Regions from separate parts of the Hordeum vulgare genome. Here region 2 is linked to region 1. The links are chromatin contacts, called in public Hi-C maps. All regions are on one chromosome and are shown on one strand. The core of a region is the stretch at or near the end of the contact, and the rest is flanking DNA. Distances in the headings are between cores, read along the strand shown.

The links. Hi-C and Micro-C count contacts between places; a contact is called where the count stands out from the background.
Region 2: a Hi-C map of seedling shows a contact between it and region 1, with 2.9 times the contacts expected there. The contact joins the promoter of LOC123444308 here to the promoter of LOC123444307 in region 1. A contact is called at or near these places in 1 of 6 Hi-C or Micro-C datasets (seedling) and 1 of 1 datasets of contacts at active chromatin or transcription factors (embryo).

Annotation. Positions count from the first base shown.
Region 1 is chr3H:466,861,718-466,864,395 of MorexV3_pseudomolecules_assembly, reverse strand. It overlaps LOC123444307 (RGG repeats nuclear RNA binding protein A-like), which reads left to right and starts at 1,312. Exons shown (of 6, transcript XM_045120990.1): 1 at 1,312-1,727; 2 at 2,078-2,453; 3 at 2,543-2,678. The coding sequence starts at 1,532.
Region 2 is chr3H:467,188,468-467,191,145 of MorexV3_pseudomolecules_assembly, reverse strand. It overlaps LOC123444308 (probable acyl-[acyl-carrier-protein]--UDP-N-acetylglucosamine O-acyltransferase, mitochondrial), which reads right to left and starts at 1,347. Exons shown (of 11, transcript XM_045120991.1): 1 at 1,169-1,347; 2 at 981-1,066; 3 at 464-588. The coding sequence starts at 1,253.

The DNA of each region.
Region 1 (2,678 bases), core at 63-2,562:
ATCTTTAACCAACCTTTATTTGTCGTTATTACTTGCTTTCTTTGTTGCCTCTAACCTAGTTTTACTTATTACTATTGCTTGCCTTCTTAGTTTCCTTGCGTAGTTTATTAGCTTGTTGTAACCCAACATATAAGGGTATCACCTCATTGCATATCTAGAAAATTTACACCTCCACAACTAGCCTATAAAAGCAACTATGAAAATGTTAATTTCGATAGTCGCTTATTTACCCCCGCCGACTAACATTTAACACATCTTTGGTCCTTCATATATATCACTGCGTTGTTAATAGGAGTGCAATTTGCTTAGTTAGTTGCGTATTGGTGTGGTCAAGCCACCGATTGGTTGTATTGGTGTGGTGAGAGGGATGGAACAGATATACCGAGGAATTGATCTAGTCGGAGGGGTGGTGGGGTGATCTTGGTCACATGTCGCTGGATTGGAGGAGCAAACTACAATGCATTGTGGAGTAGGAACACGACGAATATGAGGGGATAGGCATTGGGAGGAGGGAGCGTGCTACAATATGACAGTGGCGAGTGGGTGTAGCTTACCGTCCGCATACTAAATGATTCGGGTTTGATTTGTCAAACATGTGACCCCACGTGCACTAAATGTTTCGGGTAAATACAAACCAAATATCACGAGCTCGGGCTACGAGATATGATATGCTTTGTTTGTTGTATATAAATACATCAGTGATCTCGGAGGCATGAATGGTCTGGATTTCGACCTTGCTTGTCACCCTGATCCAAAGTGTAAATTTCCTATCCTGCTTATAAATATCCGAGCTGGTGATCTACCGTTTCATCCTTGTTTAAATTTTGAATCCGACAACCTTTTTGTGCAAAAGCTCATTGAATCTCGAGAGGGAATGTTACCAAGATTCTCATCTCATCTATAGACCTTATTCCAATTCGTCCAATGTAATACTGTATTAGTCACATCCGAGTTGAAATAAGTTGAGTAAACTATGTTCTATATTGGTTTTTGTCATGTAGCACACCCATCTTACTACTTTTCACAATTTCCTAGCCCCCCTAGTTTTACATAGAAGAGCAAATCCCAACCGTCCGATGACGGCCCACAGCTTCAGATGCCCAGATTCCCAACAAGGCAGTGCCTCAGCTTCCCGGGGACTTACTGTGCCGGAGAATCCCCAAACTACCCACCCCGCTTTGCCACCCTCGGCGCGGCATAGTAGCACTGAAACAGCGCCGTAAATATTCTCCAGCCGGAGGCTACAAACGTAATTTCGTGACCCTGAGCAGAAATGGTAAAAAAAAAAGCCCGACACAAAGGATATGAGCTCGTGCAGGAGTGCGGCTAGGGTTTCTCCTCACTCTCCCCTCTCCCCTCTCCCCCAACCCCTCGCCGCCGCCGCATCCAAAACCCCTCCCCCCACCCCTCATCCACCTCGTCTTCTAATGGCATCGCGGCCCATCAGGCGAAGCTGCTAGCTCGTGTCTCCCGTCTGCTTCCCGAACAGCTTGTTGATCCACCGCAGCCCCCCATCCTCGCCGCCGCCGCCATGTCGTCCCTCAACCAGTTCGATCTCCTTGGAGCCGACGACAACGACGATCCCTCGCAGCTGCTTGCTGCGGCGCAGGCCGCGGCGGCAAAGAAGGCCCTGGCGAACAAGCCGGAGGCTGCGCCTGCTGGGAAGGCGGCCCAGACCGGGGCGGCAGCCAAGTTGCCGACCAAACCCGCTCCCCCGGGACAGGCTGGTGAGTTGTAGCGCCAAGAGCGCCAGATCTGGATTTGGAGCAATTCGGCATTCTCCAGCATCTGATGTGGTTCGGTTGATTCAAAATTTATTTTTTTGCGATTAGTTTGGGCATGTTTACTGATAAGCATTTCATTTTGACGTGGTATGGATTGTTTTGATGTGGTTCGGTTGGTCTACCACGTCGGTTGTAAATCTGATGTCATTTGTTGTGGAGGCGTGGGCTGTTCATCGCTTGAAATTAGAACATATGCCTTACTTCTAATACGCCGCTTGAACTTTTGATTATATCCCAGCTCCATTTTCTCAAACATGAAGTTTATTGAAGCCTCTAATTTGACTTTCTTCCAGCGAGGGATGCGAGGAACGGAGGCCCACCATCACGTGGAGGATTTGGCCGTGGTGAACCTGGCCGCGGCAGAGGAGGCGGCCGGTACGGCCAGAACCGTGACTATGGCAGCGAGAATACGAATGGCTACCAGGGAGGTTATGGTGGGGATGGCGCTGTAACTGGAGGCGGGGACGGGGAGAGAGGCCCTCGACCCCCATACCGTGGAGGCGGAGGTAGACGTGGTGGTTACCGCAACAGTGAGTTTGGTGACGACTCTGAGAGACCGCCTCGGAGAAACTATGAGCGCCACAGTGGGACTGGTCGTGGCCAGGGGATGAAACGTGATGGTGCAGGCCGTGGGAACTGGGGATCTTCCACTGATGAAGGTCTTGCACAGTAAGGACACTTCCATCAATTGCTGCTTTTCGCTACTATCTGAATCGATGAAGGGAGTTATAAGAGATGAATCTGTTTTGTGTAACCAGGGAAACTGATGAAGCTCTCAAAATTGAGGATAATGCTCCCAGCGCTGAGAAGCAGGGTGAGCAGGATGATGCTCCTCCAACTACAGAGGAGAACAAAGGCCAGAAGGATGGTGCTGCAAAGGAGGAGGAAGAGAAT
Region 2 (2,678 bases), core at 98-2,597, 330 kb before region 1:
TGACATGTCATATTTCACTTATCATCGAATTTGCAACATGGACTATCCTGAAACTTTGCAAATTTCAGACAGCCCACACATGGGTTCAGGTCCAAGACTCGTGGTTAGATGGTTAGGTTCCTTGTGGTGGAACCAGCCCACACCTGGGTTTACCTGTGCAAAAGTGTGGGCTTGGTTTGCAGATGTGATGTGAACTATTTCTGAATCCCTACCAAAACAATATACTACCAGTAGTTCAGTACCGACCTCCACCAACACATTCTGATGTTACTCAAGTCATGGCCGTAACAACTTAACCTTACTTTTGCTTGTACTCAATCTTGGAACAAACTTACAGGTTATTTCTCGTGTCTATTTCTAGTTTAATACCAATTTGAATTTACAAACCAGACAATGCAAGCCTTTATGGATTACCAAAAGAGAGAAAAGCAGGAACAGAAAATAGGGAGAGACGTCATCGTACGTGTGAACAACGCATCCTTCTCCTAGCTCGGTATGTCCGGTGACATGACTCCCTGTGTGTAACTGACATGCATCACCAATCCTCGCTGAAGCCCCCACGGTGCAAAATGGGCCTATTGAGACACCCTGCAAAATGGTTCAGAGCACATAAAAACACTGATTTTCTACGATACGACGCCGAACTAGCGAGCGCATGCCAACAGCCTGAAGATCCCAAGAGAGAGCAGCATATTTCCACGGCAGCAGAAAGTGATTACGGAGCATCGCATTCGGAAGGCACAGGTAAACACGAGCCTCGCATGGGCCAGATCCAACAGCTAGCCCAGGCACAGCGGCTCCATGGGTGGGATGGTCGGGGAATAATACTGAAGTAAGCAATGCGTGCGCCACCACGAGTATCGAGAAACTCACTCGGCCATCCGCCCATCCCGGAAGCAAAAGCTGCGAGAGATGGGAGGGGGGGAGGGAGCGATCGGTGCGCGCGTGTGCGTGCATGGAGCGCGGGCGGGAGCCTTCACCTGGCCGATGGCGGCGTCGGGGTGGACGACGGCGGCGGGATGGATGAAGCTCGTGGACGCGTCCCTCGCCGATCCCTCTGACGCACCTGCGGGGCGGCGGGCATGGGAAGCAATCCCGCATGAGGGAGGGTGACGCTACGGGGATTAGTTAGGAATACGAAGAGAAGAGGGGAGGAGAGCGCGCGTACTTGCTTGGAGATGGCGCGAGGCGATGAGGAGACGCGGAGAGAGGAAGCGGGCGGCGGCGCGAGAGGCGGCGGCGGCGACGGCCATGGAGGGGGAATGGGGGAGGTGGACCGCTGTGAATGAGGTCAGACAGGGTTACGGTTACCGCTGCGCCGATGCTGCCTGTGGGCGTCTATCGGCATCATCATTCATTCCATTCCAGCGGTACAGACTCGGCAGCAGACTCGCGACCTGGGCTTCGGCGACATCAGCCGATCTTTGCCGCAATTTGCCCATACCACTGTAATTTGCTCGGGCAATCAGGTTATGTACTGTACGGCATGGGAGCTCGAATGCCAAAGAAAACACCTGCTGGTAGGATCTCCATAGGAAGTGTTGCAGAATTCCATTTCTCAAGAAAGAAAAATAGTTTTTTTTTACACTCAAAACCTCCTTCGGTTGTGATCACAGTTACATCATGTACAAGCAAAGCAATTAATCATCTCCAACACCGACCCTTAACCCGCCCGCTAACGTCGCACACGTGTCCTATTATCCAACAAGGACATGTATCGGGCCACCGAGAAAATCCGGACACACTTTTTTTCTTAGACTAGAATCAAAGTTGGGGCTTTACGAGAGTCCACACAACACACATGTAGGACTCCGAAACCCCGGCCCACTGAATCGCCCCTCCCGATCTCATTTTCTTTCAATCCATCTCTTACTTTTGCAGCCTTATCCTCCTCCTCCCACACCGTCGATGTGCCTCTTCGGTCACCGCACACGCATTGTCGGACCTCCGCACCCAGCACCGACGCGTCCGCTTACATTTTACAATGGTGTCGTCCACCCACGACCCATCTGTAGGCACGTACACTCCTCCTCCCCTGTCGACGACGTCCATGGCGGACAGCAAGCCTGGCAGGTGTTCGGTCAAATGCCATTGAGCACATTTTGCAAGGTCATGTCTCTCGGAATCGGGGCTTCGCAGATCCAAGGAAAGATTTGAACCCTAGGGTGCGCTTGCTCCACAACCATGTTCTCCCTCTTAACTTCACAACGACTCTTCGGGGGCACGAGTTAAGGGAAGCGAGCTATAATACACGGCAGTTTACCCAGGTTCGGGCCGCCTTGCGGTGTAAAATCCTACTGCTGCTTGTTTTGGGATTGCTTGAGGTGGAAGACGAGTACAAAGGTGGGTTCTTGCCCTAGTGGAGATGGTGGGGACTGGATCCCCTACTAAGGAGGTCGGACCTCTATTTTTATACTGCCCTTGGTCCTCTTCCCCCCGAAAACATTGGCGGGAAGGGTTGCCACAACGACCATTTTGAAAGGGGGCATGACTGTAGACCGCCCTGACAATGGTGGTCTTCGCGTGCAAAAGCCTCTTTTCGTGACGCGCCGGTGGGCTAGGAGGTGACCTCCGTCATGTCGAGCCCCCAACTTTCTTACACCGATCGGGAACCTTCGGGAGTCGCTTCGGGAGCACGCGAGCTGGCCCAGCTCTCTTATCACGGAAGAGGAAATCCT